Regions from separate parts of the Mus musculus genome. Here region 2 is linked to region 1. A link is a contact called in public HiCAR-type data. All regions are on one chromosome and are shown on one strand. The core of a region is the stretch at or near the end of the contact, and the rest is flanking DNA. Distances in the headings are between cores, read along the strand shown. Region 1 overlaps Fbxl2 (F-box and leucine-rich repeat protein 2). Region 2 overlaps Cnot10 (CCR4-NOT transcription complex, subunit 10).

Evidence for each region. HiCAR-type assays count read pairs that join an accessible place to other places.
Region 2: a contact with region 1 is called in a HiCAR-type map of astrocytes, with 2.7 times the contacts expected there. The contact joins two enhancer-like sites. A contact is called at or near these places in 3 of 484 Hi-C or Micro-C datasets (cortical neurons and embryonic stem cells) and 2 of 115 datasets of contacts at active chromatin or transcription factors (astrocytes and embryonic stem cells).

What each region holds. Positions count from the first base shown.
Region 1 is chr9:113,978,341-113,983,639 of GRCm38.p6, reverse strand. Fbxl2 (F-box and leucine-rich repeat protein 2) reads left to right here. Exons shown (of 15, transcript NM_178624.6): 14 at 3,970-4,182; 15 at 4,700-5,299. The coding sequence ends at 4,807. Among named protein-coding and RNA genes, the nearest start is that of Fbxl2, 46 kb to the left of the region's middle. Within about 2 kb of position 2,444, at least 84 of the 459 cell types and tissues checked have an H3K27ac peak or open chromatin away from gene starts, as enhancers often do. A contact at or near this core is called in astrocytes, where this site is marked.
Region 2 is chr9:114,582,390-114,587,688 of GRCm38.p6, reverse strand. It overlaps Cnot10 (CCR4-NOT transcription complex, subunit 10), which reads left to right. Exons shown (of 20, transcript NM_153585.5): 20 at 1,350-1,815. Among named protein-coding and RNA genes, the nearest start is that of Trim71, 21 kb to the right of the region's middle. Within about 2 kb of position 3,423, at least 138 of the 459 cell types and tissues checked have an H3K27ac peak or open chromatin away from gene starts, as enhancers often do. A contact at or near this core is called in astrocytes, where this site is marked.

The sequences.
Region 1 (5,299 bases), core at 1,195-3,694:
CTGCGTGGTGTAGGGGTCCTGTAAGGTCAGGATAGCCTTTCTTGGGGTTTCTGAACACCAGGATACCACTCTCAGTGCGGTCCCATTTTTTACACAGGCTGCTTTTAGAAATGGGAGATAAGAGTAAACTAAACTGACACCACAGTGAGTCAGGTGGTGTGAGGTGCACAGCTGTGATCTTAGCTCCTGGGAAGCTGCCACCCGAAGAGTTCAGGTGTGAGCCCAGCCTGGCTGCCATGTCGAGACCATATTTCAAAGAACAAGATCAAAAAAAAAGCTTACTTCAGAAACTAAAATGAAACCCACCAAAGATGATGAACAGAGCATCAGGCCTGCAGTGAGACTACAACTCAGGGCCGAGGAGAAGAGAAACATCACAGGCTGCTGACTCTATTCACTGCAAAGTGTCCTGAGGGCTCCCCTGGCCTGGACTGTGGGCATCAGCAATCTCACCCTGGCTCTGGAACGTGAATCTTTGTGTAAGGCATGGGTGAGCAGCATGTGGCCCCTGACCCCATGCTAGACACCCCATTAGCCCCCCCACCAGCCCAGTACACCGAGGGCAATCCAGGTGCAGGCGTCATGTGAAGTGCGTTTGCAGTATAGTGGGTCCCAAGTTTACAAGGACAGCCAACTCAGTGATTGACAGACTGGCAGTGAGTGTCTCCTCCAGCAGCCCAGTAGGGCAGATAAAAGGCAGAATGAGTGGAAAAAAGAAGTCTTTCTTCTATGCTGGAAGTGCCTTCCTTAGATAACCGGCTTCCTTGGCTGAGCAGGTGGCACACACCTTTGATCCCAGCACTCAGGGGGCAGTGGTAGTCAGATCTCGGAGTTTGAGGCCAGCCTGGTCTATACAGAGTTCCAGAACTACATAGAGACCCTGTCTTTAAAAAAAAAAAAAATCTTCCTTATACTTTCTTACCTTATCATCGACTTTCAACTAAGTGCCTAGGCACACACTTCTACTTAAATATTAAGAAGGCCAAGAGAAGATGGGGCAGCCAGCCAGGGACCTTAGGGCCATGGGATTGAATGAGTCACTGGGTGTTTTTTGCTTTATATATCCCAAGATAGGCTTAAAGGAGCTGATAACAAGGGATTCTGAGACAGGAACAAATCCCCAAGAACCTGTTGTTTCTGCTCAGAGGACCCAGGGGGAGGATGGTCTACCAAGAAGCCTTCCTGGCAGTAACTCAAAACAGAGCTATGCTTCCTGCCAGGAAAGGGTGAATGGACAGTCTTTCATCTTTGCCCAGGAGTGACAATCTGCAGGACCACCTGAGAGCACACAGGGAGCCTAGACCTAAGGCAGACCTGAGGCAGGCTGTCTGAAGGGGTCTGAACACCTACCTGTCTCACGGCGGCGAGGCAACTGCCCCATAGGCATCGGACGATCAGTATGGGGACTTGGCCATTGGATGCAGACTACGGGGCCTTACCTCACAACGCAGTACTATAGGCCTGGTGCAAGGAGATGTAATGAAGGTGTCGGAGCATTCTGGATGTAACAGAACAGTCTGGACTTATGTTTGGTGGCAGTGTGCAGATGACAAGTCCAGATTAACATGACATTTGACATTTTAAAGTGGACTTCAGAAAAATGTTCCTGGTAGAAATTATGAAGACACCATAAAAGCAACAAAGTCAGTGCTCATGAGTAGATACAGAACATAGAACTGTTCCGAAAATTAAAACCAAAAACCAGTGAACGGCCTTAAAGCAAAGTGGTCTAGTGTTGGCAAGTGAGCACAGCCTTTAGAGAACAAAGGGGGTGACTTGGGAGCAGGGACAAAAGATGTGACAGTCATAGGATCACAGTTAGAACCAAAACAGGGCTAAAAAGTCCCAAGCTGGTACCATGTTCCTGTAGGTTGAAGCTGACCAGACCTCGGGCAGATGCTCATCATGGGCCATCTTCCAACCACCAAAGCCAGTTTCCTCACGAGGATCCTTGGGCAGACACTGGCAAAGGCCCAGAATCCTCACCTCAGAATCCTGTGATGGAAATCTCCAGGAAGTGCTGGGAGGACACTGGGGTGAATTTAAAATGAATCTACTACCACAGAAAGCACGACAGTGGGTCCTCAGTGTTACAGTGCCACTGCTGAGTATGTTAAACAGAACACACAGCACCGGCACGCGGCAAGGCTGGGAGACAGACGCGCACATCCACATTAACGGTGTGATCCCACAGCAGGCAAGGGAAGAAGCTGAAGCGTCACTAGGTAAACTCGAGACTCTCCTCATGCAGAGGATGTTGTCGAGACAGAAGGGGATCCTGGCACAAGCTTCACCCGGCTGAGCAGGAGGACAGGATACCAAGTGAAGTAGGACAGTGTCGTCAGAAGAAAGCAAAATAAAGCCCAAATTAAAAGGCCATAACACGGTAGAGCACAGTGAGTGGAAAACACAAACACCAGAGCAGTATCCTAGCAACACTGGCTGCTGCTTTGGAAACAGGCCCCAGGCCAGGCTGCTAGTATCAGCAGCAATCAGCTGCCACCAGGTCTATACAGGCTGAGCGTCCTGTATCTAAAATGGGGCCAAGGTGTTGGCCTTCCAGATTGTCTCATTATATACACTTAGATAATGAAGTACTTGAGGCTAGGTCCAAAATCTAGAAACAAATTAATCTTATGCCTAACGTGCACCTTTCACAATTGCTACTGCACCGTGTTCTGACTGTGACCTGTTCTATTTGTAGTGATAATCAAAATTGTTTAGATTTGGAGAATTTCAAATTTTCACATTATGGATGCTAAACTTGTAGGAGGCACAACTACATAAATCTGACAACATGAGCGAAATGAACGTCTAACTCACTTGATATAAAATAACCCAAATAACCCTTAAGGAAGTTCCTAAATTACCCCAAATGTACATGTAGGAACATGTAGAAATGCTATAGAACTTTTGCTAACACTTAAAGAATTAACAGGGTTCTATACTGCTGGCCTTTCTGGGAAGTGTAACATCACCCAGGGATCCTGGGCTGCAAGGGGAACCCCATGAGCAGGCTCGATGGGAAGGATGTTTGCTGCCAAGTTTGGTGATCTTCATTTGATTCCTGTGACCCCAATGGTGGCCTGTCTCCTGCCACACTCTGAGCCTGACATTCTTGTCCCCCAGCCTGGGCCTCCAAGCACATTCTGTCCTTTCCTACCTGAACCCCAGCACCTGACATTATTAGCTCACGGACTGTCAAGCTCAGCCTGTCGGTCGCTCTCAGACACTGGATCTTTTCTCTTTACAGCATTTATGCTCATATGCATTTTCTATTTTCATGGGTGGGGGGCAACTGTCCAGTCTGAAGTTATTAAGTAAACTTGGCCATGTAAACTCACCCTAGTACTTCTGCAACCTTAATTACCACTTCTAAGAGGCTGGTGATATATGACCAAGGTCAGGATCTCATTGCATAGCCACAACTGAATCATGGATGTGTGTACTTTTAATGTGTGTACGTGTCTGTGCTAGGGTCCATGCATGGGACTGTGGATGCTCCTGTAGCTGGAGTTACCAGTTGTGAGCAGTATGTGCTTTTAATTTACACTTCCAACCCTGTGCATTTTAGACAAGGACAGTAAATCTACTGGCTTTACTATTGGCACCTTTACTCAAACTGGGCCATAAAACTGGTCAAGGGAGTAAACTCGGAACTGTCCCCTGAAGCATCTTTCCTTGTTTCTGGTTGGAAAGCCGTGGTCGGGGGTAGCTCTTAGAGAAAACCGCAGATTACTTCCTATGCACTAGACAGGGGAGAATGAAGCCCGGCAGGCTGTTAAGTCGGATGAGGTGTTGGTAGTCTCCGGCTCTTCCAGCCCTCCGTTTATTCATGGTGACCCTTCCCACACATGGCACTGAGTCTTCAGCGCGTGCTTTGCAGAGGACACTGCCACACCGCAGTACAGCAAGCAGTTACTCTGGACACTTTTCCTAGCTGGAGCTTAGCGTGCCTCTCCTCCCCAGAGCTTGTCCCACTGTGAGCTCATCACAGATGAGGGGATCCTGCACCTGAGCAGCAGCACCTGTGGGCACGAGAGACTCCGGGTGCTGGAGCTGGACAACTGCCTTCTTGTCACGGACGCCTCGCTGGAGCACCTGGAGAACTGCCGAGGCCTGGAGCGACTGGAGCTTTACGACTGCCAGCAGGTCACCCGTGCAGGCATCAAGCGCATGCGGGTAGGTGTTAGTCCCTCCTAGGCTCTCCTTGGCAGCTGGGAGATGGAGACCCAGAAATCCACATCCAGGCTTGTGAGTGGGCTCAGCAGGTTAATGGTGCTTGATACCAAGCCTGTCTTCCTGATTTCATGGCCAAGAACATGGTACAAAGTAACAGAACCAACTCAGTGTTGTTTTCTGACCTCCACATACATGCTGTGGCATACACAGTATACTAAACCCAATACCCAGTTCTCCAGTCTGGTGTATTTATACAAACTGTGATTACAGAAGTGCCACCATAGGCTCCTTCAGACATGTACCCTTAGATCATTGCCACTAGAGAGAAGTGTTTCCAATTGTCTTTAGAGGGTGATTTGGGGCCCAGGGCTAGAGGGGTTTTAACAGGGACAGTTCTAGCTTACAGCATGCTCCCTGCCTAATTAATGCAATCAATTGTAAACGGACTAGAGGTTTTCAAAGGTTATACAAGAATCGCAATCCCAGGGCAGACGACTCCTTTTCCATTTCCTTCTAGGCTCAGCTTCCTCATGTCAAAGTCCATGCCTACTTTGCTCCAGTCACCCCTCCACCAGCAGTGGCAGGAAGTGGACATCGACTGTGCAGATGCTGTGTCATACTCTGACAGCAGCTGCTTAGGCCACGGGCCCCATCCTCCAGGTTAGACCAGTCTCCTGGCTGTTCCATCGTCACCCTATCTCGACTCTCCATGGTGAAAACATTACAGGTAAAAGACTTCAGCACAGATTACAGTACCTGGTAATGCTATTCACCTTAACACTGCTAGGATGCAAGCAAATCCAGGTCTGTGTCATCCACAGCAAGAGTGGTGTGGTGCAACCTAGAGCCCATCAGAGGTGGGTACCTATGTATACAAGTCCCACCTGGCTTTGTCAGCATTCTATATATACACCTTCAGTGTTAGCACAACCTGAGCAGAGTAAAAGAGCCTGCTGGTTTCTACCTGATCCTTAAGCCAGTGGCCTAATGTAATTCACAGCAATTTCTGTCCATCTGCAGGACTTGTCCACTTTAAAGACTAAATAGCACCTTTATGAACGTGATTGTACTGCAAACTCAGAATGGCTGGTAGTTTCATATGTAGAAGTGTGTGTGA
Region 2 (5,299 bases), core at 2,174-4,673, 600 kb before region 1:
ACAATAGTCATTCAGTTAATTAGATGCTTGCCAGAGTAGTCACCCCCTCATGTGCTCCCATTTTCTATAAAACCTTGTCCCAATGAGAGTTCAGGGCTGCTTCACCAAACCATCTTGTGGGTTGGTGAGTAAGCCCAAACTCGAGTCTGTAATAAAGAGACCCTAATGTGATTGCATCAGAGTCAGCTCCTGGTTGGTCTTTTGGGCTCACGAACAAGGCACGACAAGGCCAGACTGGGCTAGATAGGGCTCCATCTCTTAAAAAGGTAGATGAAATAGTTCAGTGGGAAGGGAGTTTACCAACAAGCAGGATGGGCTGAGGTTAGTTAGTCCTGAGGGTCCACGTGATGGAAGGAGAGAGCCAGGTACTACAGACTGTTCTATGGCCTCATTCCTGTGTTGTGGCACAGTAAGTAAGAAAGTTAATATACAGTTAATATACTAATAAAAATAATTAGTACAGTTGGATGATGGTAGAGGAGAAGCCTGGCCCACAGACTGGATGAATCCATTGGCCTTCTGCTGCCTGTGGGCCCTGAACATTTGAATTCACACTGCTCCCCATCCTGTGCACAAGTCTCTCTGGACCCTTCTTCTTGGAAGCCAACAGGAAAAACTACTGAAAATGTCATGGATCCCATGTCAGTCTGGCACTTGATTCTTTGTGCCTGAGCTTTGCTGAGTGGCAGGGATGCTATGGTCCATGGAAAGAAAGGACCTGTGTTGGTTGACGCCACACAAACCAGTCACCAGTCACCTGGGAAGAGGGAGCATGACTTGAGGAAATGGCTTCCCCAAACTGACCTGTGGATAAGTCTGTGGGTCATTGTTTTGATTGTTGATGGATGTGGGCTCAGCCACTTCTGAGCAAGTATAAAAATGGTATCCCAAATTAAACCTGGGAGCAAGCCCAAAGCAGTGTTTCTCCATGGTTGCTGCCTCTGCTCCTGCTTGAGTTCCTGCCCTGATATTTTATTTATACATTTTATATTTATAAATTATTATATGACTTTATTATTTATATTATAATTTATATAATATTTATATTATTTATACACACAGGTATATAGATATATAGTTGTTGTTGTTGTTGTTTTTTCATTAAAAAAGGGAGTGGGACAGTGGTTGCACAAACCTTTAAGCCCAGAACTCAGGAGGGAGAGGCAAGTGGATCTTTGAGTTTGAGGCTAGCAAACTTTTATTTATTTAGCTATTTTGTGGCAGTTGTCTTAGTCATTGTTCCAGTTGCTGTGAAGAAATACCATGACCACAGCAACTTAAATAAATGGAAACATTTAATTGGGGCTGGCTTACAATTTCTAAGGTTCAGTTCATTATCTTCATTTCAGGGAACATTGTGGCAGGAAGACGGAAGTAGTGCTGGAGAGGAGACTGGAGAGAAACACTGGGCCTGTCCCTGTGATGCACTTCTGCCAGCAAGGCCACGCCTCCCAGTCCCTGAAGTGTCACTCCCTGAAGATGAAGCATTCAAATATGAGTCGATGAGAGCCATTCTTGTTCACGTCGCCATAGTTATGGAGGTTGGACCCAGCACTCAAGACTGTTATAAAGAATTTTTGCTTTGGTTTTTGTTGTTGTTGGTTTGTGTTGTTTTTGTTTTCTGGGGGGCGTGGGGTAGAGACAAGGTGCACCCAAGCCTACCCTCAATGACTCAGTGGCTGAGCTGTGTCATCACCAGACCTTTGAAAAGGTTTTGGCCATCATTCTAGCTCTCTCTTGGTGTCTCTGTCTCTCTTTCATGTCCCCTCTCCAAGACTGCCTTTCCCCCTCCCCGTCAATCAATCTGTTGCAGAAGATATGTTGCATGGTGTGATCTTTCCGGTAAACCTTGCCTGTAATCTGCCAAGGTACTCCCATGGCATAAATCCTAACAGTAGTAGTGTTTGCTTTTGAAACAGGGTCTCTATTCCTGATGCCCTTGAACTTGCTATGTAGACCAGACTAGCCTCAAACTCACAAATCCACCTGTCTCTGCCTCTCAGCACACCAGAAGGCAGAGAATGACAGATCTCTGAGTTCAAGGCCAGCTTGGTCTACAGAGTTCTTCCAGGGCTAAGCAGAGAAACTCTGTCTCAACCAAACAAAAAACAAAAATTTGCAAAATTTGAGTGACATTGAAATATGTGAGATTGGCCGGGCGTGGTGGCGCTCGCCTTTAATCCCAGCACTGGGAGGCAGAGTCAGGCGGATTTCTGAGGCCAGCCCGGTCTACAAAGTGAGCTCCAGGACAGCCAGAGCTATAAAGAGAAACCCTGTCTCGAAAAACCAAAAAAAGAAAAAAAAGAAAAAAAAAAAAAAGAAATATGTGAGATTGAAGCCATTCTGGACAGTATAGCAAATTCCAGGCCAGCCAGGGTTTCATAATGAGACCTGTCTCAAAGGGGAAGGGGAGAGAATAAGAAGTAAATTATGAAGATGGGTGAGAGGAGCTGAAGGTATGCAGAGGATGGTGCTCGATTCCCAGAATCCACACGGTGGCTCGAAACCAGGTAGCTCCAGGTCAATAGAGCTGATGCCCTCTTCTGGCCTCCGGGGGCGCATAACCTGCTGGTAAAATACTCCCCATGTAAAGTAGAGTTTCATGCTATTTTTCTTTCTGGGCTTAGCAGTGTTCCAAGGGGCCTGAAATGGGGTGGCCTGTAATAGCCCCAAGGTCCCAGGGCCCTCAGTATTTGTGTCCCTCACCCCTTGTGGAGTAAAGGTTGAGCAATGGCCCAGGATAGGTGCCTTAGTTAATGGTCAGACTGGATCCTAGAAGCCAACAGGCCTGGCCTAAAGTAAACACAAAGTAAACACGCCCTGACACAAAGCTGGGAGGCGGGCGCAGAGGCTCGGCCAGGTGCGAGTGGGCTGTCACGGAAGGAGGCAGTGAAGTTCATTAGCCTCCTCATTTGGGGCAAAGCGAATCCGTGTGGTGACACACAATTGTCTTGGAGGATTTAAGGGGATTTGCCTGAGTGTCCCGGTGGGCCCCTAGCCTCCTCCTAATCCAGTCCACATTTCAGACTACTTAGGAACGCATTAAATGTCAAAGCCGGCGTTTAGGAAAATATCTACATTTCGTATGCAACGCCCGGGTCAAAAGAAAAGCCAAACCGACGAACCTTCCAGCTTTTGGCGCAAGAGGCACTCTGTGTGGTCCCCAGTGTGAATGGGGAGGGCCGCGCTCCCCTCCCAGGAATGCAGTCCTTTCTCTAGGGGAAAATGCTAATGCTTTGTTTCTGCCTTGGCTCCCCCAGGCGCGGGGGCGCCCCCGCACGATTGTCACCGCCACATTAGCATGTGAGCAGCCCCTATCCCCACCCACACCCACACCCCCCCCCCCCCAGCTCAGCCCTGATTGGGGACTTCTGGGACCCGGGCAATGGCCAGCTGCCAACAGTCTTACCACAGTCCATATCTCCGCTGAGACCTCAGGAAGCTAACAGGCAACCCTGCAGGTGGGGAGTTTTCACTCCATACGCGTTGATCCTTTAATATACGAGAAAAAACTTTATTGTAGCTGTCCCACCAAGGAAATCAAAATCATTGGAACAGCTGTGGTCCCGCTGCGATCTGTGTCCTTATCACCAGGGTATCCTGCCCACGATGTGACTCTTCACACGACCTCCAAGCTATTCCCAGCGGGGACAGCCGGGAAGGGGTACGGCCAGCCCGCGGGATCCCTCTGGAAAGCAGCAGAGAGGCAGAGTCTCGGGACGCAACCGGGAATCCGCGTGGAGCCCGGGGCGCCGAGCGCCACCTAGCGGCAGCGCGGAACAGCCCAACAAATTTCTTCACTGATTTCTTCCCGTCATCTGTTCCTTTCCACTTTATTCGATTCTATTGATTTTGTTTTAGTTATTTGACTAGTTTGTTTTATACAGCTTTATTTTACTCCTGTCACTTCCGTGGTTGAGTAAATGTATAAGCCATTTCTATCTTTGGCTTTTTTTTTTTTTTTTGGTTTTTTTCCCCATTGTTTAGATTTTAATTTTTACCATAATAACATTACTCAATGTATTTCATTTGCTTCGGTTCCTTGACTTATCTTTGCTCTGTGGGTGAAGGTTTAAGATCCTCTGTACTCTTCTGGCTCTTTTCTGCCTGAGTTTTTGGGGGTTTTTTTGTTTTGTTTTTTTGTTTGTTTTTGTTTTTTGAGACAGGGTTTCTCTGTGTAGTCCTGGCTGTTCTGGAACTCACTTTGTAGACCAGGCTGGCCTCAAACTCAGAAATCCGCCTGCCTCTGCCTCCCAAGTGCTGGGATTAAAGGCGTGCACCACCACCACCCGGCCTGAGTTTTTAAAGAAAGGAAAAATACTGCTTTAGCTAAGTACTCCCAAGTATTGGACAAGGATGATATTTTATGGCTTTATGCCGAGGCTGGGCCAGGCAAGCATCTATTTGGATAAATACCATTGATAAGTATTTCAGCTGGCATTGTGACAAAGGACTGTCTTGCCTGTAGTCCCTGACTAAGGCAGAAGATTGCTCAGAAGTTTAAGCTTGACTGCATGAAACAATGGAGTGAGAATTTGTCTCAAAAATCAAACGACAGGGACTGGAGAGATGAATCTACAGTTAAAAACACTGGCTGGCTGGCTGACTGCTCTTCTAGAAGAACCGGGTTCAATTCTCAGTGCCCACACATCGACTCACAGCCATCTGCAATTCCAGTTCCAAGGGATCCAACGCCCTCTTTTGGCTTCCTCTGGGCACTGGAAGTAGTGCACAGAATACATGCATGCAAAACACCCATACACAAAATATAAATAAAATAAAAATCAAACAAGGCCAGAAAGATGTGGTTGGTTGCCCGTACCTTTAATTCCAGCACTCAAGAGGCAGAGGCAGACAGATCTCTGTGAGTTGCAGAACAGCCGGGGCTACAAAGAAAGACCTTGTCTTCAACAACAACAAAATCAAATAACAACCATAACATATACTTCTCCAGTTGCTGTAGTGTAAAAATAATAATAATGATAATGACGATAATAGAAAGTCAATTATTGGTCAGTTGAAGGTCAGTCAGCCTTTTAAAGCCCATCTAGGAACCTGCTCTTGGCAAAACACAGCGCCCAGTTCTAGAAGGGAAGCCCCAGAATGAGATTGGTAGGTAGGGTAGTGTAGAGAGGAGTCCAGGGTGAGATGGAGAGTGGACTGAAGGTGTATATAATTGAAGTACGTGGTGAACATCCATGAAATTCTCAAATAATAGGTTAAAAACATTTAAAACATTTCCGTTAAAAAAAAATGTATGTGCATAAGTGTTTTGCCTGGATGTGTGCTGGAGCCATGG